2 separate regions of the Hordeum vulgare genome follow, and region 1 is linked to region 2. A link is a contact called in public Hi-C data. All regions are on one chromosome and are shown on one strand. Each heading gives the region's core, a stretch centred on a gene start, on an enhancer-like site or on the middle of the called end of the contact. The rest is flanking DNA. Distances are from core to core; before and after follow the strand shown.

The links. Hi-C and Micro-C count contacts between places; a contact is called where the count stands out from the background.
Region 1: a Hi-C map of seedling shows a contact between it and region 2, with 7 times the contacts expected there. The contact joins two enhancer-like sites. A contact is called at or near these places in 3 of 6 Hi-C or Micro-C datasets (leaf and seedling).

The regions. Positions count from the first base shown.
Region 1 is chr1H:438,849,163-438,854,335 of MorexV3_pseudomolecules_assembly, forward strand. No RefSeq gene overlaps it. Among protein-coding and RNA genes, the nearest start is that of LOC123443389, 29 kb to the left of the region's middle. Within about 2 kb of position 3,864, at least 3 of the 3 cell types and tissues checked have open chromatin away from gene starts, as enhancers often do. A contact at or near this core is called in seedling, where this site is marked.
Region 2 is chr1H:438,773,266-438,779,167 of MorexV3_pseudomolecules_assembly, forward strand. No RefSeq gene overlaps it. Among protein-coding and RNA genes, the nearest start is that of LOC123413129, 27 kb to the left of the region's middle. Within about 2 kb of position 3,451, at least 2 of the 3 cell types and tissues checked have open chromatin away from gene starts, as enhancers often do. A contact at or near this core is called in seedling, where this site is marked.

The DNA.
Region 1 (5,173 bases), core at 2,614-5,113, 76 kb after region 2:
GCTGTGAGTGTGGTGTTTTTCTTGCAGATGCCGCCTCGAGAAGGCATGGTCTTTGGTGGTGACAACATGGTGTGGAGGCGTCCAATGGCTTAGAGTTTTGTGTGGCGGTGGCAAATGATGATATGTCTCACGGATCTAACACTTTCCCTTTGGTGGTGCTCTCTAGCATGGCTTGCATTGTTTTGTCCCAGTGGGTGAGCGTCCTAGCTCGTCCCTGCTGGAAGGGGATATTGTTCCCTTTCTTGACGACTGTGGCACCTCCATGACGTCGGGAGCACAATCCCTTTATGCAATGAGTGACCATGTCCTCGATTTGCTTGTCGCGTTGACTTGGCATCTAGGATGTTTCTTCACCTTCCATTGTCCCTAGTTGCTTATCCTCTTCATTCAGGCATCTGAGAGCGGCAGCGGTGGAACCACTTTGGGAGGATGATGACGCAACAAGTTGAAGGCTCTCATAGGTGATGTTGACACAGTCAAATAACAAAAGTTGTCGGAAGAGAAATGTACATGAAAAGGCTGGCACCATGGACCCAACAAGTTTCACACGCCATACCCAAGCAAGTACCTTCTTATATTGGAAGGATGGCGTGTGGAACATACAAAAAATATATCTTACTTCTATCGGGATGAAACATTGCAAACTTTAGAATAATAGGTATGAAACATGCAAAAATACATACATTGAAGACGTATCATAATGCCATGCATATGTAAAATGTTTACAAATAAGCTCGATCCCAAATCAAATATGTGCTACTTTGTTGGTCATTTCAAAATTGTGTCGTTGTACTGAAAACAAAATGTTTATCGCGTAAGATGGTGTGTTTTCCGAGAAAGAGTTTTTACGGAAGGGGTGAGTCGGAGGATAGTAAAACTCGACGAGACTAGTGAATCTTCATCGCCATCCAGTCAAAATGATTCAAGTCGGAAGTTCAGTTCTACGGGGATCCCAACTGCAACGGGTATGAAAGCCCCTATATGTAATGTGAAAATAATGTAGAAATTTTAATCGAGTATCTAATACTCCCTTTGTTCCATGGTGTAAAACGTTTTTTGACACAATACTAGAATAAAAAATGTCTTACCTTATGGAACGAAGGGAATAAGGAACACAACAGAAGAGCGCCAAAAACATGAGATAGACAAATCATTTTGCACTGCACGATGCTCCACAAGTACGGCTGATGCAGATTTAACAGAGGGATCTAACTAGAAATATTAAACACATGCATATCAGGTGGCTGCTAGGATGGCCGTGGCCTTTAGCTAAAGCCGCCGTGCAATCCGAGACAGAAGGCTACAGAAAAAGGCACATACGGAGAGGAAAGAAAGACATAATGCCCAGCTGGAGAATAGCGAATGGGGGGAAACGAATAATCAAAGAGCTGCCCATATGGTTGGGTGGCTTCATCATATCTTAATGATGCAAAGGCAGTTGAAAAGAGCAGAGATGAGCCTCGGAGGGGCCAACTACTGAATCAATTTCAGACGGGCCAAATGGACTCGAATCAGCCGATGGCGTGATGAACCGGGTTGGAACATCGACAAAAAAAAAGTCTTCGAAGAAGACATTCCCCTGAGGGGGTGGTCTTTGCCTTCGAATAAAAACATTGACACTGACGGTTCATCTTTTTCAGTGTATCGTGTCCATTAACTGTTGGCATCACAACTATTTCCTCCGTTCCATTTATGTAAAAAATGCTCTTATATTATGAAACGGAGGGAGTACTTCTCTATCCCTATCAAGTTTTGGTACTCAATAAGTTGGGCTGCTTAACTTGTACTAGTATTATTCAGGAAAAGGAAGAAGGGAAAACAGCCTGACCATGGTCAGCACGAAAGACGTTCTGTTTTGGCTACAGCATGTGAGGCTATCCTTAGAGAAAACTTATGAGGCTCAGCATATTCCTACACTTTCCTGAAGAGTAGATCATGCAATTAACAACAAAGCATCGGCATACTGATAGTATCTACTCCTTCCGTTTCAAAATAAATGATTTAATTTTATATTAACTTAGTATTAAAGTTAGTATAAAATTGAGTTATTTATTTTAGAACGGAGAGAGTACTTCACTGACAGTGCAGATACCACGGCTAAACACATTCCTACTGCAGTGTAGTTCAACTTTTTGTACTCCACCCGTTCCTAAATATAAGACCTTTTAGAGATTGCACTATATACTACATACGAATGTACATGGACATATTTTAGAGTATAGATTCAATCATTTTGTTCCGTATGTAGTCTTCTAGTGAAATCTCTAAAAGGTCTTATATTTTAAAACGGAAGGAGTAGAAAATAAGACGAAATTACCGAGCAATACTTGGTAGGCGAGATGCCGCGGAAACTGCAGGTGCTGCTAGTGCTTTCATATGCCGCTTACTGCTTCGGTTAGAATGAGGCAAGTCTTTTGCCTCGGTTTCAACAAAAAACATGTCATTTACTGCATGCAACAAGATCCTACCGCCCACGCAAGCATGCATATTCACATTTCCTTTTAAGTTTCTTTGTTTCCAGTTCTTACAATTTCTTTTGGTTTTATTTGTTCTGTTTTGTTTTTCTTCATTTCCTAGTTTTATTACCTAATTTCTTATTCATTTCCATTTTTATGTTTATACCCTTTTATGATTTTTTATGGAAATACTTTCAAATAATATATAAAAGTTTTGACAAATACAAAGAGTGACTACAATAGAAGATGGGACACGTGTAAAAACATTTTACGTAAAAATATAAAAAAAATTCAAATTCCAGAATCTACTTTTTGTAAATTTAAATATTTAGAATTTGGTAAAAAAATGAAAATGGGTACAACTTTTCAAATGTAGAACAAAATTTCGAATCTGAGAAAAAATTGAAATTCCAAATGATTACACTTGTGTTTTTTTAAATAGAAACATGTTCCTAAAACTTGCGAAAACTTATAACACAAACGATTTTTAAAACTTCAGAATGTTTTTGAAAATACTGAACAAAATTTGGAAACGCAAGCAAAATTGGATATATTTTTTAAATGCAAGTAAAAAAGAAAAGAAAAATAAATATAAAATAAAAGTAAACCTGTTCAGGAACCATCTAAAAGGTTCCTAAAACCTATAAAACCCATGAGCAATTTCCTGGAAGTTTCCCAAAATCAAAACCGCAAGCCATAAGTACAGCCGAAGGTGGGCCAACCCAGTTGATCGCGTGCATGTGCTTTTGGTCGATCCTTTGATACAAAAAGCGTCAAATAGGGTTTTTCACACGCAAAGACTTTCGGGTCATGAGAAGTCGCAAGTAGAAGGTAGAACAAAGCAGAAATGTCATGCTCGGCCTCGCGGTCGGGACGAGAACATGCACTTGGCCGCGCATAGAAACTGGGGTCATCGGCCGCGGATGTGCACAACGAGGACTACTCAACACGAACAGATCAACTTAAAGCACCTTTTTGCAAAAAAAATTGTTTTTTCTGAATTGGTTATTTTTCCCCAAATTGTGTGTGTTTTTTCATATTTATACAATGTACATTTTTTAAAATTTATGATTTTCACTTTTCAACTATCTACTATGAAATGGTCAACTAGACAACGGTCAATGATGAACTAAGTCAATGGTTGACCGGTCCAACTAAGCCAACAAAGGGGCGACCGGCTGAGTGAGAGAATGGCTAACTGATTTGACCAGCTCACACTTTGTAGCATGTGGGCGCCAGCGTGATAACCGACGCAATATGAGATCTCTAAGATGGAGGCATAAACCGAAGAGCGGAGTTTGGCAGATACCTATGTCGCTTAGTGACCAAAGAAAAGCTCTCGACTAAGGAATCCATATACGGGCCTGCCCAGCACAATAGGAGCGCTACTCTCTAAGGGCATCCTATGTCTCGCTTTAAGCGAGAACAGGGAGAAGCCTCCGGTCATGGGTAGCCCAGATGGACGGGCCCATAAGTGTGGGAGGCCACGACTTGTTTTTTTTTCTGTTTTCTGTTCTTGTTATTTGGTTTATTTTTGTACTTTTATTTATACATTAAAATGTTCTACGTATATAGGCAAACAAAACTTGCAAAAACATATCTGGAAAATGTTGAATAAATATTAAATATTCTGAACAAGTAATTCAAAAAAATTAGGCAGGTGTTTGAAAATTTTGAGTAAATATTAACATTATTGAACAAGCATCTGGAAAATGTTCAATATGTATTGAAAATTGTTGAAAGAGTATTTGAAAATTACTGAATAAGTATTTGAAAATTACTGAATAAGTATTTGAAAATTTCGAATAAGCATTACATATATTGAACAATTATTTGAAAATGTTGAATAGTTATTAAAAAAATTAAACAAGTATTTGAAAAAAAATCTGACCATGTATTTTACTCTCTTAAAAAGCATTAAAATGTTGAACCAGTATTTAAAAATGTTGAATAAGCCTTCATACAATGTTGAACGTGTATACAATAATGTTGATCACTATTAAAGAAATTCGACATATACAGTGAATCAGCGTTGGGAAGCACTCCCCTCGTGCATCAATGGGCCGCCGGGAATCTACCATCTAGTATAACTCGAGATATAGTCGCCGCGAATCTCCCACACATGTTTTTTTTTAAATTTCTTGTATTGCTTTTATTTACTTATTTATTTTTGAAAAAGAGGCAAGAGTTTTTCCTTATTCTTTATACAAGAGAGAAGAGTTTAAGAGTCTTATAAAAGACCCACATTATCGGCATGACAACTAATCTCGCACAACAATACACCCTAGTTTCTTAGCACCCGCAATAACCCAGAGCTTGGCTTTGACAATAATAGAACAAGGTGGACCGGAGGCGAATCACTCTTGTGACGGAAGACTCTAGTGTTATGCTAATTTCTAAAATGGAATAAACAATTTTCTTTAAGTTAAAAAATATTTATCATGCAGTAAAAAAATACAATGTAAAAAAATATTTACGTAATTCAATAAAAATATTGATATCATTTACAAAATGCAAGGGACATTTCGAAATGTTAACGCATTAAAAAAATCGTGCAGCTTAAAAAAAGTTTGCATAGTCAAAAAAGAATTATTTATATCATTCCCTAAAATATGATTATCAAATTATACAAATTAAATATCTATTAGTATATTATAAAAAAAGTGTCATTCAAAATAAATGTGCTGACATCTTCAGGAAATATTCATGTTTTATGA
Region 2 (5,902 bases), core at 2,201-4,700:
AAGATTTAAATTTATTCTCCGTTTAAAAAAATACCCGTGCTTTAAAAATTGTTCAAAATATTATAACTTTACTCATAAATTTGAAATTTGTTCACTATTCGAAAAACATTCACGGTCTCAAAATTAGTTCATAATTCCAAAAATGTTCACAATTTTTATAATTTTGTTCATGAATTTGAAACTTGTTTATATATCAAATTTTATTCAAAATTCAAAAAATCTTTGCTTTTCCAAATTAGTTCACTAGTCGAAAAATGTTCACATTATTTTAATTATTTCCCGAATTAGAAATTTGTTCATAATTCGAAAAATGATCTTGGTTTAAAAAATTTATTCATAACTCTAAAAATGATCACAATTTTATAATTTCGTTCGTGAATTTAAAATTTGTCCTTGTTTCAAAATTTGTTCACAATTGGAAAAATGTTAGCGGTTTAATGAAAAATGTTCACAATTTTTATAATTTTATTCACGGATTTGAAAATTGTTCCTGTCTCAAATTTTCAGAAAAAATAAAAACTATCTCCATGTTCAAAATTTGTTCGCAGATTCAACAAATGTTCATAGTTTTATAATTTTGTTCGCAAATTTGAATTTTATTAAAGTTTCACAATCTGTTCATAAATTTTCAAATAAGTTCTGGATTTTGAAAAAATTGTTCACATTTTAAGTTTCTGGATTTTGTTCACATCTTGAAAAATTATCCAACGTTTTAAAATTTTGTTCATGTTTTGAAAAATGTTCACCATTTCAAAAAATGTTCCTGTTTTTCTAAGTTTTCCACGAATTCAATAAATTATATTTTTTCCATAATTTGTTTTATAAAATACTTTTTAGGAATTTCATGAACTGTTCTTTTCTGTGCATTAATGGTTTCTTAAATCTTGATTGTTTTTCTTTTTTAAAAAATTCCAAATTTAAACTTCGTTCATGTTTTTAAAAAATGTTCTTCAAATCCGATTTTTTACTTCTTCAACCACTACAAGAAAAGTAAAAAAGAAATAAAAACGAACCAAAAAAGAAAAAAGAAAGGGAATAAGCAGAAAAAAAAACTATTGAATTTGTTTGAAACAGAAAAAGAACCTGGGCTGGCCCAGTTGGTACGTGCCCCTGTGCGGAGCGGTGTTGAAGTTTTGTACACAGCTGGCGGGGTATCGGGCTGGCCAGTTAGCGGGGCTGTAGTGTCCGGTTTTGGGAACCTTATAGACGTGGCAGTCGCTTTTTTCTGGTTTTAAGAACCTTTTACAAGGCTCCTTAAACCAGTTTTTTTCCTTTTTCATCTTTCTTTATTATTTTCTGTTTTTTCTTTGTTGTTTCTGTTTTAAAAAGTGTTCACAAAATTTAAAATATATCGTGCTTTAAAATTTTGTTCACGCTTCCAAATTTTTTTCAGTTTTAAAATTTCTCCTTAAGATTTAAAAAATGTTTGTTTTTTAAAAACTTATTCGCACTTCCAAACTTCTTCACGATTTTTGAAAATTGTTTTCGGTTTCAATTGTTTTCTCAAAGTTCAAAAAAGTCCGTGCTTTTAAATTAGTTTGGCTTTTAAAAAAAAATTTGTTCGCCTTTTTATAATTTTGTTCTCAAGATTCAAAAACTGTTTGTGTTTTAAAACACTGTTCATGCTTCTAAATTTGTTCACGTTTTTTTCAAAATATTTCTCAAAATTCAAAAAAGTTCGTGTTTTACAAATGTGTTCGCGCTTCTAAATTTGTTATCGGTTTCGAAAATAATTCTCAATATTCAAAAAATGTCTGTGTTTTAAAAATTTCTTCGCGCTTTCAAATTTGTTTGGGACTTTTTAGAATTGTTCCCTGTTTCAAAATTCTTTTCTATAAATTCAAAAAATGTTCGTCTTATAAAAAATTGTTAAACATATTCAAAAATTGTTTGAAAAATCTGAAAATTGTACACATTTTGCGAAAATGTTCATATTTTTCCAAAAAATCGAGTATTTGTATACATTTAGAAAATGTTATGAAAAGGTTCCTCTTTTTCAAAATATGTTCGCTGATTCAATTTTAGGAATTTGTAATTACGAATTGTTCCAAATATATTATAGTTTTCGTTTCACATATTTAAAATTTCTTCGTGCTTATTAATTTTTTCGAATTTAATAAATATTCTTGTTTTTTCAATTTTTTGTAAAATTCATAAATTCATCCCATTTTAGAATTTAATATTAGTTAGAATTCTCCCAAAAACTTGTTTGCATTTTTAAAATTAGAATTATTAAAAAAATATGCAGAATTTTCATGAAATGTTTGAAAAAAAGAAAAAGAAAAGAAAAAGTATTTAAAATTTTCATGGAACTGCAGTTATTTTTGGTTCTAAAGAGTTTGTATTCCACTTTGAACAGGAAAGTTAACCAGATCGACTGGTTATGGACCCATTGTTTTTTCCCGTGTGGGCCGGCCCAGGCGCGACTTTGTCGATCTGCTGCAAAATACGGCATATAGGTGAAATATCTAGTTAGCGAGTACACCTTTCAATGATTACTCCCATCGCCTCAAATTGCGATAAGTGGCGTACTACATGCGTGCTACTTGTCGCAACCTGGGAATTTTTCTTTTTTTGTAGATCCGTATTTTTAAAACGTTTTTCTCCTAAATTGTGTATTCAAATCTTGAATTGTTTTCATCGTTGGGTTTCTCGCGTTAAGATGTTCAAAACTAGATCCCACTTTGATAGATTTTGACAGACATTTTTCACCGAAAATCGGAGAAAAACGGGCCTTTTTTCCCATTCCAAGATACACGGACATGCCTCTCTTGCGGAAGCAAAACCGTGACTCTCGCGGGAAAAAAATTAGAAAACGTAGTTTTTTCGCTTTCCGAAAGGCAGGTGACTCTCGCGATAGCAAAATCGTGCCTTTTGTGGAAGCAAAATCGTGCCTCTCGTGAAAAAAAAGAAAGGAGAAAACGCCTTTTTTTTCAAGAGGCAATACCGTGCCTTTCGTGGAAGTAAACCGTGCCTCTCGTGGAAGCAAACCGTGCCTCTCGCGAAAAAAAAAGAGCAGGAATACATTTTTTTCTTTACGTTACTCTCGTGATAGCAAAATCTTGTCTATCGCGGAAGCAAAACCGTGTCTCTCGCGAAAAAAAAGAAACATGTTTTTTTCGCGAAAGCAAAATCATGTCTCTCGCGAAAAAAGAGTGAGCAGAAAACATGTTTTTTCACTTTTCGAAAGGCATGATCCTACGAAAAAACTGGGAAAACCACTCTAAAAAACAAAAAATACATAGAAAAAATAGAAATAAAAAGACAAAAATACAAAGGGAACACTCAAAGCGATTCGTGACAACGACTGAAAATGCGTCAAATAACGATGTGCGGAAGCGCTTGCCGGGAGGCTTCAGAGGGAGGGTTCGATAACTGTTGCTCCCGCATATAGGACATCCCACAAGCGACAGGTAGGAGCTCCCATACAGCAGTGGGACGCGAATAGCGGGCAGCCAACTGGGCCAGGCCAGCAACGATCAGTATTTGTAGCGAGAACACTTAAAAAGCAGTGCACTCTGAGGAGCAGATGCCTAGCCACTGTATCTATGGTTTCCAGAAAGAAGCACAAAAAGTTAAGAACTATGAAGAACTATAAATTTAAAGATTTTCTGAAATTTTGAGGTGATTATTCTTTGAAAAGTGAACGTTTTCTAAAATTGTGAACTTTTTTAAAAAATATAATGTTTTATAGGAAATACGAACAATCTTTGAAAAATTAGAACATATTTCTAAATTCCAGTGTTAACCTTTTATTTCTTTTATTAATAAGCCTGTATTTGATGCTTCAATTGGTCTGCGCCATGGGGCATGGGGATTGCCAAGTAGAGCCCCGCACGAGACATAGGTGTATTTTCGTTTTTATAGTTGTGTCTGGACAAATTTTCTCGGCCGTCCTATACACGTGTAGCGACCTAGCGCGTAACCTCCCCCCTCTCCATGCACGCCAGCTCCTCATCTTTCCCAATGTTTTTCTTCTTCCTCTGATTTTTCTGTTGTTTTTCTTTCTTTTTTCCTTTATTTTACTCGTTACTTGCAAAGATAAAGCAGTGTTGGATATATAATGTAAATATAAAATAAAATAACAGAAGATAAATGGTAGCAATACTTTTAGAGTTTTAGTAACATATTTTATGAAGACTTCGGGATCGTAGTTTTCGCTAGAGCCTTCTCTCTTAAAGAAAGCATAGATGGGTAAATAAGTTACTCTTGGGCAGCTAATAGAAAGCGCATAGTTATGAAATATTTATTCGTGACAATGATCATATATATGTAGGCATCATGTCCATAAGCAAGTAGACTGACTCCTACCTGCATGGCCGCATCTACTACTATTAATCCGTTCGTCGGCCGCTATCGAGCATGCATATAGAGTATTAAGTATGAAACAGAGTAATGCTTGGAGCAAGATGACAAGACGTAGACAAAGTAAATTCAACTAATATGAATAAACCCTATATTTTTATCCTTTATGGAAGCAATACAAATATGTGTCATGTCCCCTTCTGTACTGGGTTTGAGCAAGGCAAGATCGAACCCATCACCCATCACAATGCACCACTCTCACTGAACATAAATTAATCTAGTTGGACAAACCAAACCGATAGATCAGAGAAAAATACGATGCTATCATAATCATGCATATAAGAAAATAGCAAAGAATTAATATGTTTTTGTGAATAATCTAATCGTAAACCCAAAATTCATCGAATCCCAACAAACACACCGCAAAGAATATTACATCGAATAGTTCACCGCGGGAATCACGGTGAACTTTGTATTGAAGATCATAGAGAAAGAGAGAGAGATAGACATCTAGGTACTAGCTATTAACCTGTAGGTCTGTGATAGACTACTCACACATTACCATGGGAGCATCAAGGTTGATGTAGAGGCCCTCCGTTATCGACCCCCCTCAGACACGACACCGGAACGGGGCTCCAGATGGAATCATGGTGGAACAGAGACTTGCGGGCTTGCGGCGGTGAAAAAAATGTTTCAGGTATTTCTCTGGTGTTTTCCCGATTTTAAAAGATTTAAAGAGACGGGGTTAGGTCAGGAGGCGTCAGGGGATGGTCCCAAGCCATCAGGGCACGCCTACCCCCTCGGGTGCGTCCTGTTGGCTTGGCACCGGCTCGTGAGGCCTACGGCCTACCTCTAAAGTTTCCAAGTATTACTCTTGTTGAGAAAAAATCATTAAAATTTTTTGTTGCATTTGGTCTTCGTTTGGTATTGATTTACTGAAAAGCCAAAAACACGCAGAAAGCAACAATTGCATTTGGCACTTGGTTAATATGTTAGTTCCTGAAAATGATACAAAACAACATATAAATGCATCTGAAGTATCCAAGAATGATAATATAATGACATGGAACAATCAAAAATTATAGATACGTTGGAGACGTATCAACTACCCATGATACCTTGGGGGAATTCAATGAGATTGATTGAAGGGCGCGTGGGATGCACACCATCGACGCGTGAATGCAGGTTGGACCTCCTCGAAAGAGGCGTATCACCGCCCCGGTGCCACCAACTCCACCCAGGTACAAGTTGATAATTTTGAAGTTGAGACTAAGGTTATGAATGATTAGGGAGAAGGACGTGGCCTTGGCTGTCAAGACTCGTGAGGCTCTTGACACAATCTTGAAGATTGTTGCCAACCAGGATGCCACTCTACGCATGTACCGTTCTCGCGTCATGGAGTTAGATGTTGCCAATAAGCTCATGATCGACGCCCTCATCGGTGTCACGGCTTCATCTCCATCAAAGAACACCGGTATTAATAAAAAGGAGACTAAATGAATCCAACCGACTTAGCATGATAAGCTTGGGGGGATTTTGAGGCCTTTTCTCGTTTCCCTTATTTGTCCTATGTTGAACTTTATTTAAAAGAGTTTTT